2 separate regions of the Triticum aestivum genome follow, and region 1 is linked to region 2. Evidence: chromatin contacts called from public Hi-C data. All regions are on one chromosome and are shown on one strand. The core of a region is the stretch at or near the end of the contact, and the rest is flanking DNA. Distances in the headings are between cores, read along the strand shown.

Region 1 (5,869 bases), core at 486-2,985, 150 kb before region 2:
AAACCCATTGAAAATAGTAAAGTCATCTAAGACCAAAGCCCTGTCAAACGAGGCAAAAAAAACCCCAAAGTAATCAAATCCGCGATCGACAAATAACAATTATGGCCATAGCCGCACCAACCATCTCATGACATCATAAGGGCAACCAAGATCTTCAACAGCAACGCCTTCCAGAAGGGAGCGACGCTCAAGCGCCACCGTCATCGCATCCAACCACCAAAATCTAGATTTTAGGTTTTCACCTGAACATATACGAACAATGCCTTCAACAAGGGAACGATGCAAAAACATCGCCATTGTCAGCTATAACCAACTTGGGTCAAACCTAGGTTTTCACCCCAGAGCTCGTTGAAGTCAATCATGTGTTGTCGCCACCACTTTTGCTCTATCCCATCGGTTGCATGCGCTGGCTAGCCGACCACCGCTGCTGCACAACCATACCCTCTGTGTCAAGCCGTTGTGTGTAGGTTGCATCACACGTCGAAGACAACCACCGGATCCGGAGAGAGGAACTCTCACAAAGATCTTTCGATGGCCACCAATCAGAGGATCTGCCGCTACAATTCGGTGCGATCACCGTTGCCATCACGGCTGCCTGAGATGTAGAACCGGATCCGGCGAATCATACGCTTCATGCGATGGATGGGCAAACGACTCAATCTGCCGCCGCGTCAATGCTACATACGCCGCTAGTCGCCGCCCTGGGAGACGCAACTGATGCGGACAACCGCTGACCTGACCAAGGACCGGCGACCATGGGCACCCTCAACTGACCTCGAACTGGGCATGGCAGGACGTTGTACATGGCCCCTGCCTCATAGGTGATGGTTGGATCTGTGTGAGCACCATCCCTCACCGGTTCCCCCATCTGGACCCAATCAGATCTGGGTAGGGGAAGGCAATAGGCATTGGTCGGCGGCCGGCGGGCTGGATCAAGGCACCATGTGCGAGACAGGAGCCCATCCGAAACACGACAGAGAACAGCCGGTCGGTGTTGACTCACTCAGGGAGGAGAAGGAGACGATCTCGAGCGTTGTAAAGGAGAGAAGCCCCGCCGCCGCCGTACGCCACGCGGGGCATTGCCCGGCGGCTCCAACCGGCGGCGGCGAGGGGTTAGGGAGGAGGCGGAGATAAATGGCCTCCCGTGCCGCCTGGGAGGGCGACGCGGGGGCTAGTTGCCTTTCCCAGTACCTCAAGCAACAAACATGCGTTGCCAAATGATGCAAACCAAAGACATCCTACATCTACATGTGGGCAATGTCACCCGATACGTCAACAGTAAGTTAGGGCAAAGTCGGCGCCGACATCTGAAACTTGAAGCCAGATTAACTTACGTCGACAGTAAGTTTAGGTGTGGCTAGAGTGATCCCTACTGTCTGATGCTGATGCGGGGCGCGCAGAAATCCCTAGGCAAGCGAAGCGAAAATTTGGAGACTATTATCCAGAGGCTATTATTTTCATATAAAAAATCCAGAGACTATTGTTGTCGTAGCACAAGACGCACGCTCGTTCATCCCTTCAACCTATCGAGCTCGAGACAACGTACTACTCGTGTACTACTACTGCTACGAAATGAAGGCAGGACGAAATCATGAAAGAAACTGCAGTCTAGTCTAGTCCAGTCTAGAAAAGAATGGAAAACAAGCAAGTTGACCTGATTAATAATGGGCGACCCGGCATTTGTGTTGTGCGTACACATACACAATACAATAGATGGATCGATCGTTGACAGCGACCAGGCAGTAGTGCGGGGCGCCTGCGCGCGTGGATCCCTTGTCTCGTGCAAAAACAAGAAAAGTATACGTGTGGATGGATCTCGTGATTCTCGTTGATTGGAACGGCGCGTGTTTCTTCAAGAGAAAAGCCGCGATTCTGCTCCGATTCTCTGAGATTAACAAACCGAATTACCACCACAGGCCCTTTGTCTGTTCCCGCGGTCCGTAGCGCAGATCTGCAGAGCGGCTGATTCTCCGACGTGCAGTGCAGTAAAGTACTCCATCTTGTGCCTCGAGAGAGCACGATGGGCACGAGAGCGCGTCCCTGGCTGGTGGTAGCTGCTTTGCACCAAGAGTTGGACTTGGATCCGATCGATCAGAGAGGGGCCGCGGCCGCATGTGCAGGCTGTCTGCGCCGCACGTACCACCAAGGCCGGGGCCGGGGATGCACGATGCATGGCAACGAAGCTTCCTGAAACTTTTGCAGCATACATGCGGCACAGAGGAGCAGGTACGTACGGCGAGGCCGTGCCGCTCTGAAGCTTCCGGAATCTGGGGAAAACACAGCTACCCTAGCAGCAAGGACTGGCTCTACCTTGTCAGCGCTACGTCCAAGCAAGTCGATCTCTCTCACCGCATGCGTAGCTAGGTGCAAGTTGTAGCCAAGTGAAGGACCCAAGAACGGACGGACTTATGTGTTTTCTTTTCACCGTCGGCGTATATACGAATTGTTTAGGTTATCCATGTCATGTCAACACCATACTATCAGATTAGGTTATCGATACATGAAAGGATCGTCCATAGGGATCAGGTGAGTTGACGTGTGATCCATCATCGAATCTGCCAGTTTTATTTGCTGACAACATCGGCACGCACGGGCCCAGCTTGCTGCCTGTGTGTGATGGTTGAACCCCGTGTCATTGGACGATGGCGACCACACCGACCCTGTAATTGTTAATTTACCAACCGCGTGGTTCATGCATGCTTGCTAGTTAGTACAGTGTCAAAGAAAAAGAAAGCATGCGCAATGTCAAAAGGAAAAGATGACAAAAGTAAACTGTGAAAGAGAACTTGAAAAGAGCTATGCCTAGCGACATCCCCATGTATTCATGAGAATATCTAGCCAACACTAAGATGCTTCCATGTCGGAAATTCGTAGGGGCACACACATGCCCATTCGTGTCGGCCAATCTGATTGCCTCGTAATCCGCAAAATCGTTTCATTCCTGGAAATGCATGCTATTAATAGGTAGGGGTACCTACACACTAATAGCAGGCATTTTCACACATCGTCCCTACCTATTAAGACATCTATAGCCGAACCTCTATACATTCAGACGGACGGTCCGGTCAATGACCGATCACAAAATTACGATCCAGCCACACCCCTCTTACCGGACCTATATGTTCGGGCTGATAGATACCCTTCGGCAAAATTTCGTGTTTTGACCCTTCTGGCATACAAATTCAGGATCTGACCCCAGTTGGGAAATATTTTGGGATTTGACCCTTTTTCTTACCACCAGGGGTGCTGGCGGTAGGGTTAGACAGCCTACCAATCCACGTCAGCACGTGGAGACAACCGCCGTCCCCCTCCGTCGCACCCTACCGCCAGGGTCCCTGGCGGTAGGCTGTCTAACCCTACCGCCAGCACCCCTGGCGGTAGGGTGCGAGCAGTTATTTCCCCCGAGACCCCGCGCCCCTGCCCATCTCCCCACCCCTCCCCTCCCCCGTCGGCAGTTCTTCTTTTTCCCCCTCGCCCCTCTCTCCCTCTCTCATCTCCTCCACTCCCCCCCGGGTCTTCACCGTTTCGTCATCGTTTTTGCGGATCGAGATGGCCCCGAAGAGAGAAATGTAAGCTCCTCTGATCCCTCCAAGTAGTTTTTGCAAACTTGCTTCCGATTCGACGCATTATTTGCTTGAAATCCCTCATATTTTTGAACTTAGATTAGAATTTTTTTTGACCTAGGATTGTTTTAGCTTCATTCTAGTTCTAGTTCTTAGTTCTTTAGTAACTAGTGGTATTGAATATGAACTCTAATCAATAGTTCATATGTTAGTGTGAAGATGAACCCTAGTTCATAATTTTTTTTGTTAAAAAAATTATGATGTAATGCATGTGGGAGGACTTGTTTTGTTTTATGATGCATGTTGATATGATGATATGAAGATGTTGTTTGGAGAAAATACATTCAAGATGAACTCTATTTCAAAAAAAATTGTTAAAAAAAAATGATGATATGATTCATGTTGGAGGATTTTATTTTGATATGATGCATGTTGATATGATGTGATCCATCATGTGTAGTAGATGTTGTTGGAGGAATATGCATGTTGGAAGATGAACCCTAGTTAATGTAATCAAGAAATTTCTTTTTTTTGTTTATGTATGCTTATGCTTATGATGCTTTTGTTTATGAAATTTTATTAAGGCGGGCACCTCTTGCGGACAGCAGCGGCCCACGGTACTCCATGCTTGACTACGCATTCGACAAGGGTCATCATGCCCGTTTCATAGAGAACGGAGTGGTAAGTAATATGAAGGAAATATTGATCAAAGTTTTCGGATTGATGAAAATAAGTTCCTAACTATTGTCGTCCACTTTTTGACAGATGCTCCAGCCACTGCGCATGAGGGATCACGAGGTTGCCGGGAATATGGACTACGACGAGCGCTACGCGCCGTACTTCAAGAGAGCCCGACTGTTGGGTTTCGTGTTGCAGTTCAAGCGTCAGCCACCGATGCTTGTCCACGCAGCTCTGACAGCTTTGATTGATCGGTGGCGACCGGAGACCCATTCTTTCCATCTCCCATGCGGGGCGATGACAGTGACCCTCGAGGATTGGTCGATGATTACTGCCATGCCGATCGAGGGTCAAGCACTCACCGGGCGAGTGGAGAGGACCAACTGGCATCAGAGGGTTACCACCCTCGTCGGCGACTGCCCCGGTGCTAAGGGTAACCGTACATCCGGTGTATCGTTGCCCTGGCTATCGAAGCACCGGAAGACATGCCCCGAAGACGCCGATGAGGCGACTGTGGAGTGGTACGCGAGGGCCTACCTGTGGTATCTTCTCACGGAGGCCGTGTTTCCAGACAGCTCGGGGAACTCTGCCAACTGGTCGTATCTGTTCTTCCTAGCCGACTGGGATGCAGGATGCGGTTGGGGGTCCACATCTCTCGCCTACCTATATCGTTCGGTAAGAGAGTATCTCATTGCCAACCTACGAAAGTATGTCCATGACATTTTGTTATATCTGATCCTCATTTGATGTTTTGCAGCTTGACAACGCAACCCAGAGGACGGGAGACAAGTCCAATATGGGTGGATTTGTCTGGGCCCTCTCCATTTGGATGTGGGAGCGGCTGCCGGTGGGGCGTCCGGAGAAGAAGCCAAGACGCCCATGGGACGCAGACATTTGAAGGGTCGTCAGTCACTATGCATGGACAAGCCCGGCGTGTCCATAAACGTTTAGAGGCCCAGGTTAGCCAGGTATAGTCGTACATGCTCTAACTATATGGCCATTACCATTGTGTAATGACTAGAAACAGACGACTATGAATGGGACATTATACATAGCTTTAACACAACCGTTGTGGCTTCGGTGAATGTCACACTATATAAACCATGGCTGGGGCACCGAGTGCGGGTTCACATTAATATGTAATCATCCTATAAACATGTGAGCAAAAGCACCGACAAGAAGTAGGGTATTACCTCCAACGTAGAGGTTCCGAACATGTATACATTCTTCTGTGTACACCCTTCTGCACCTCGGTACCTGTTCCTCAAAATTCATACCCCTATACTTATTGTCAGGATTATATACACGACAATCACTATCAATAATGTTCCACCCTTAGGCATTTCCTAGTCGGACATTCTTTTATAGAAAAGGATGACATGGCCCTGGTTTGTAAAGAAAGCTGTGGTTTGACTGGAAACACTAGTCTAGCGTTAAAGCAACTGTAGTCCCAAAACCATACGATCTTCCAATCAACCAAACGAGCACCTCAAAACATCGCTCAACCAAAGTACTCCCTCTAATCCAAATTAACGACAATTAATATGATAGGAGGGAGTGGTTGTTTAAATGGACGGGCTTGGCTGCTCCCCCAGTAGGTTATCCGTAATAGGAGTATCACTAGTATC
Region 2 (5,630 bases), core at 2,741-5,240:
GCATTGTTGAATTAGTCACCTTGCCTCTCTTGCACTTAACATTGTCTAATTAGACTTTTCAAAATGATTATCCAGGACTGCTTGGCCTCTCGTTTCGATTAGCCTATCATTAAAGTTGGAAACACCAGAATTGACGCTTGCGTATGAGTGTGTACAGGTTGTCCTTAGGATTTTCTTTGTAGCAAACTCGCTGGATTGTGGATTGGTCTCCTAGGCCATTGTTCTTTGTACAATACTTGAAGCGATCTGCTCGTGTGTGTGACTTTGTCCGATGATTAGGCTTTAGATTTTCTGCTGGTTTATCTTATGATTCATGGTAGCATTTGATTTTTTTTCAATTACTATGTCTCAATTGTCGAACAGGACAGTAAGAATCTAATAAAACTCTTGCACAACAAAGATTGTTGTCCTTTAGTTACCCAGACCTTTGTTTTCATGGTATAAAACCAACTGCTGTCAACTTTAGTACTCTGGAAAATTATATAACCATTCTGAAATTTTCTATGACACAGGCCGAGACAAGCATTGTAAGGATCCAGTTAGAATGATGCTTGATCTCCTGTTAGAGCATCTTGGGCTTCACAAGGCCATCTGAGACTCGGGCTCAATGAGAACACAATGAGTGTCATCGTTCTCTCTGACACTGCTGTTCAAGACGACCGGACCTGTCCACCGCGCATGCCCATTACTGGTGTTCAGTCCTCCAATGACAATATCTACCGTGTATGAACATTGCATCCTTTAATTTACCCTGTATATGAACATTCCATTCTTCAAATGTGTTGTACTATCGTTCTGGTGGCTATGGAGATGTGTTGTACTGTAGTTTTGGTATCCATTGATGATGTCTTGCTCCGATTACACTTGAATGTTTCTTTTTTTAAATCCTGATTGAATACATATGATAAGCCTGGCTTTCTACTAACTTCACCATTACATGCATGGGCACATCGTTGAAACCGGCACCCTCGCGCCAAGGCGCGCTGCCGATCTAGTATATTCGGAGGCTGACCAGGGGATCGATCGATCATTCTATCCATCGTTTCCTACTTTCGGCGCCGACGCACGCACATATCTCCCTGCTGCGACTAACCGCCTAGCTAGGGCAGTTCGCACAACCGATCAGCGAGCAAGGAAATTCGCCGGTGAGTCTTCTTTAATTCGTGCTGTGTAGTACTCCCTCTGTTCGGAATTACTCGTCCAAGAAATGAACGTATGTAGATGTATTTTAATCGTAGATACATCCATTTTTGTGACAAGTAATTCCGAACAGAGGGAGTAATTTATACGGCCAACTGATCCGTACTGCACTAGTAAGCTGCAGAAATACTTGAGTTCGGGCAATCGTTTCTTGTTTATCCTCACAAATATGTAACCTAAATTAGGCCTGACACACGTACGGATTCTCTTGTTTGGATTTAATTCGTCCGTTGTCACCAATCTGTATTTTTGCGTTTGCGTAGTCCTGCTTCATCTTCTTGGATTATCATAGCGTCAAAGTTTAGTTCTGACACACAGGTTCTAGCGTCAAATATGTACTACTGTAAATTAGGCATGAGACTAGATTGATCTAGCGCCAAAGTTTAGTTCTGATGATATTATAGACATCTTTGATCTTCCTGGTAATCACAAGGCCAATTCAAACTAATAAAAATGCAACTTCTTTGCATTGTTGATTGACCATATGGTCTGTTCTGAACCATCAGAAATATTATCGTGTTTGCAAATTGAAATGCTAGATTTTTTTTTTGCTTGTTGTGTCGCCGTCGCTCCAAGGCCCCCCCCGCTGCTCTCCTCGACAGCGTCGTGGACGCGATTGAGGGAACAGAGATTAGCTGCTGTTGTTTCTTCTATTTTTGTCTCTCAACTTACAGGAACTGCTGAAAATTTTAGGAAAAAGTTGATGCTTATTAAGTTGCTCCCTTAGTTTTTAATTCCTGTAACTGTGATGGACGGGAGTTGAAGAAAAATGTTCCTGTGAAATCTTTCTCGAGTTGAAGAAAAATTCTAGATTTTGGTGATGCAAGTTGTAGTATCTGTGTACATAGTTCTACGTAGTTTCTATTGCTATGAGTTCAAGTGATAACTCAACTTATTGTTGTCACTTCTTACTGCGGTCACTACTGATAACTCAACTTATTGTTGTCACTTCTAGTACAGAGGTACTGAATGCTCACACATTTAACTTCGGTCTCGATGATCCTCGGAAATGGTGTCCCTGATGTCCCAGCCCCTCCACCACCCCGTGCACTGGCCCTCGACTTGAGGCCTGTGCTAGATCCTAGGGATTTCCAGAATAAATGGAGCCAACTAGCATTATCTTTTTCTCAGGTGCGTTGCTTTTAAGTTTTTGTCCCTGCTACATTTCATGATTATGGGCAGCGCAGCATACTCTTCTGTTATATGTTCCTCTAAATGGTTTCACTTGGTTTGAGATTATTATGATTTTACTTTGAGCCCGCCCTTGATATTCATCGCATTGATGAGTTTGACATTTGTAATTTAACAAACATTCTTCTCTTGTATGGTTTGTTGTGTTGTAGGAATGCTCTTTAACTCCACAAGGGGCAGCTTCTTTGATGAATCACCAATCGCTCATTCGTCATATGCAAAACAACTACATTCAATGCGTTGCTTCAGGCGGCCAGCCTCCAAACCACAAGTTCTTCTTTTATGGTCAGAAAGCTGGGGCTGCTGCTTTCTACTCCCTCCGTTCGGAATTACTTGTCACAAAAATGGATGTATCTACAACTAAAATACATCTAGATACATTCATTTCTCGAACGAGTAATTCCGAACGGAGGGAGTACCTTGTAGAATGCATTGTGAACCCAGCATCATCCAAGGCCCAGCTCAAAATTAAGGCCGACGATGGGGCTACTGCTGAGGCCTTTTCTACTTTGTTTCAATCAGTATTGTCTGAATTTGGGCTTTCTTGATCACGAGGACTAATTTTCTTCAGGGTTATGGTGGTTTAGATGGTGTGTAACCTTGTTACTGGAGTGGACCTGAATATCACCTCCGTTGATGTGGAGAGAATAGATAGTAATTTATTTGCGGGGAGCAATAAAGCAAGAGTATAGTCGACTTGTTCACAGGCACAAGTTTTTTGGAATTGAAAGTAGTACGTAACTACATACATATACACAAACACAAGCGTGATGATAACATCAAGTTAAAGTTAAGCGTCGGTCCACTTACACACACATCTTCTCCCTCTGCCCCTACACCTGACAAACCCTAACAAGCGTCGCCGCCCGTCGCCCCGTGGCCACAGTGGTGTGGAAGTGGATCCTGGGGAAGCATGACCGGGAGGCCGAGTAGTTGTCTTGCTCGTTGGGGCCAAGGAGGGACGCAGCCCAACTTCTCAATCTTGCCACCCGCTCCGTCATGGCAGCGGCCCCACATCGGCGTGGAGATATGCCAACGGTACTAGCTAGAACACGGGCACCCCGCTCCAATGGGGCGACGTGGACCTGTCGAACGGGTGGCCTTTGGGAGATCAACGTTTTTTGGATTTTAATTTTTATTCTCACTTAATTTACTTATGCACTATGGTCGGATGACCTGCGGAAAATTATGGAGCCGACATGCATCACACCATATCAATGGCATCTAGTAATATCAAATAAAAAAAATTGAATTTTCTTTTTAAATTTGACTTGGAGTTTCTTCACCCCTGTATTTTAAATCTGAAAATCCAACTCAGAGTTATAGTTCTGTTTCTCATCCTTTTGAATTGCTAGTTATTAGCCCCTCTCTCTCTGGAACGAAGTGCAGGTTGATGAGCTGCAACATTGGACAGAGAGGGGTGCAGCAGCTCTAGAACCCGGGCCAACAACAGCCCACAGGAGCGGACGATCGGCGAATAGTTATAGGATGGAAATCGATCGATCTCAGCCGTTGATCGAGGGACCCAAGGGAAGGAGCGAGGATCGCCGTCCGTTAACTGAACCCGATCATGTCTCGGCTTTTTATCTGAAGAATTCGACACTTCGTCAGGGGATAGCGTCCTGCGGCCTGAGCGAGATCAGGTCGCGCCTCCGCCGCCGCTCGCCGCTGGTCCGCCCGCTCGACGGGGGAGCTGGAGCTCGTCCGGCCTCCTTCTCCGCGCGCTGCCGAACGCCGCTCGCCCGGTCCCCGATTCGGGCCGCGCGCCCCCGGTTGCCCCCGCTCTCCCTCCCCTTTCCAGGACTCCGCCGCCGCCTCACCTAGCTCCTCTCCTGCCCGCACCGCGTCGCCTCGCCCCTCTGCTGGCCAGGACGCCGCCGGCCTCGCGTCGCGCCTCCTCGCGAAGGTTGGTTTTTCCTTTGGCAGTGGACAGTTCTTGGCTTCTTCCTTCTTGCATATGAATGTTGATTGCTGATCTGTGAGATGCCCTAGGTAGAGAGCCCTCGCTGGTTGCCTGCCGCTCCCCCAGCCGGCGATGGCCGCGCCGCCGCTCCGGCCGGAGGCGGAAGAGGGCAGCAAGGGCGCCGAGGTCTGCCTGTTCGACCAGTCGCAGGAGGATTTCTCCAGGGCGGTACGCGCCATCTCGGAGCTCGCCACCGGCGACCCCCAGCCGGGGTTCCCCGACGCCGAAGCAGAAAGGCTCGCCTCCTCAGTAACGTTCCTCAGGTAAAAACCACTCTCCTTTGCTCCCGCAATGCCGCGGTAAAATTGGCAAGTTTCAGTTTTGGGCTCGTCGGCCGAATGAACTTTTGAGTAATCCATGGAACATTAATTAAAAATATGAATGAAAATAGGAAAGTATGGAGTAAACTAGTAAAAAGAAAAGGAGAAGATATCTTGTGTTCTCCAATTAGGTATGCTGCGAATGTAACTGCAATGTGCTAAGATTATGGTTAAACAGAGTCATCAAATGTTTTTTGGATTCCATTCTGCCAGACATGTGATCTGTTGATAATGATAAATTTGTTATCTTCCCAGAGAATGGAGGCATTTCTCTTATGAGCCAAAAGGTGTTAGTTTTGTTTACGGCGCTGGATCAGCTTCATCCGGAGATGACACACCTGAGATAACCTTACCACAGTTCTCATCTGCATCTTTTCCTCAGGTTAGTAAAACTAGAACTGATTGCCGGCGCTAATTTGTGAGTCTAAATTCCCTGTTACAACATCAGAAGGCTTAGGCTTTTAGCTGATTTCTTGGATCATATAAGTGTGAATCAATGCAGGTCACACACTTGGAAGATGGGAGGGATAAGAATACAGACAGGTATTAGTTCTATATATAATCTAGACTTCCTCAACTTTCTAGAATCTACTTATGTTGTTACATGATTTTCCCTAACTAATTACTCAAGGTAGTATTGTTGTGGAGAGATACATTATGATTTAAGTTCCTCTGGTTCTGTTATTTGAAGTATTGAAGTTATGACCTAATGTATTCCGCAGACCAGTACCTATTCTCATCTTGTTGCTGGTGAAGGATTTCTACAGAAGTACAATAATTTCCTTGTTGTTTCACATGCAACATAACTTGATTTCAAATACACCTTTGACCCGAAAGGACTCTTTCACGCTCGCTCGCTCCAGCGAGCGACCCATCCGAAACTAGTCTTTCGGCCGACAGGCTGAACGCCTTGGGCCCCACCACATGGATGAGGTTTGAGCGCATGATACAGCTAG

What was found. Hi-C and Micro-C count contacts between places; a contact is called where the count stands out from the background.
Region 1: a contact with region 2 is called in a Hi-C map of leaf, with 4 times the contacts expected there. The contact joins the enhancer-like site here to the promoter of LOC123183150 in region 2. A contact is called at or near these places in 2 of 5 Hi-C or Micro-C datasets (both in leaf).

What each region holds. Positions count from the first base shown.
Region 1 is chr1D:474,414,132-474,420,000 of IWGSC CS RefSeq v2.1, reverse strand. No RefSeq gene overlaps it. Among protein-coding and RNA genes, the nearest start is that of LOC123183154, 84 kb to the left of the region's middle. Within about 2 kb of position 1,735, at least 2 of the 8 cell types and tissues checked have an H3K27ac peak or open chromatin away from gene starts, as enhancers often do. A contact at or near this core is called in leaf, where this site is marked.
Region 2 is chr1D:474,270,546-474,276,175 of IWGSC CS RefSeq v2.1, reverse strand. It overlaps LOC123183150, which reads left to right and starts at 3,990. Exons shown (of 16, transcript XM_044595892.1): 1 at 3,990-4,297; 2 at 4,384-4,617; 3 at 4,930-5,056; 4 at 5,177-5,217. The coding sequence starts at 4,427. It overlaps LOC123183151 (a long non-coding RNA gene), which reads left to right. Exons shown (of 7, transcript XR_006492459.1): 5 at 513-1,145; 6 at 2,156-2,331; 7 at 2,544-3,095.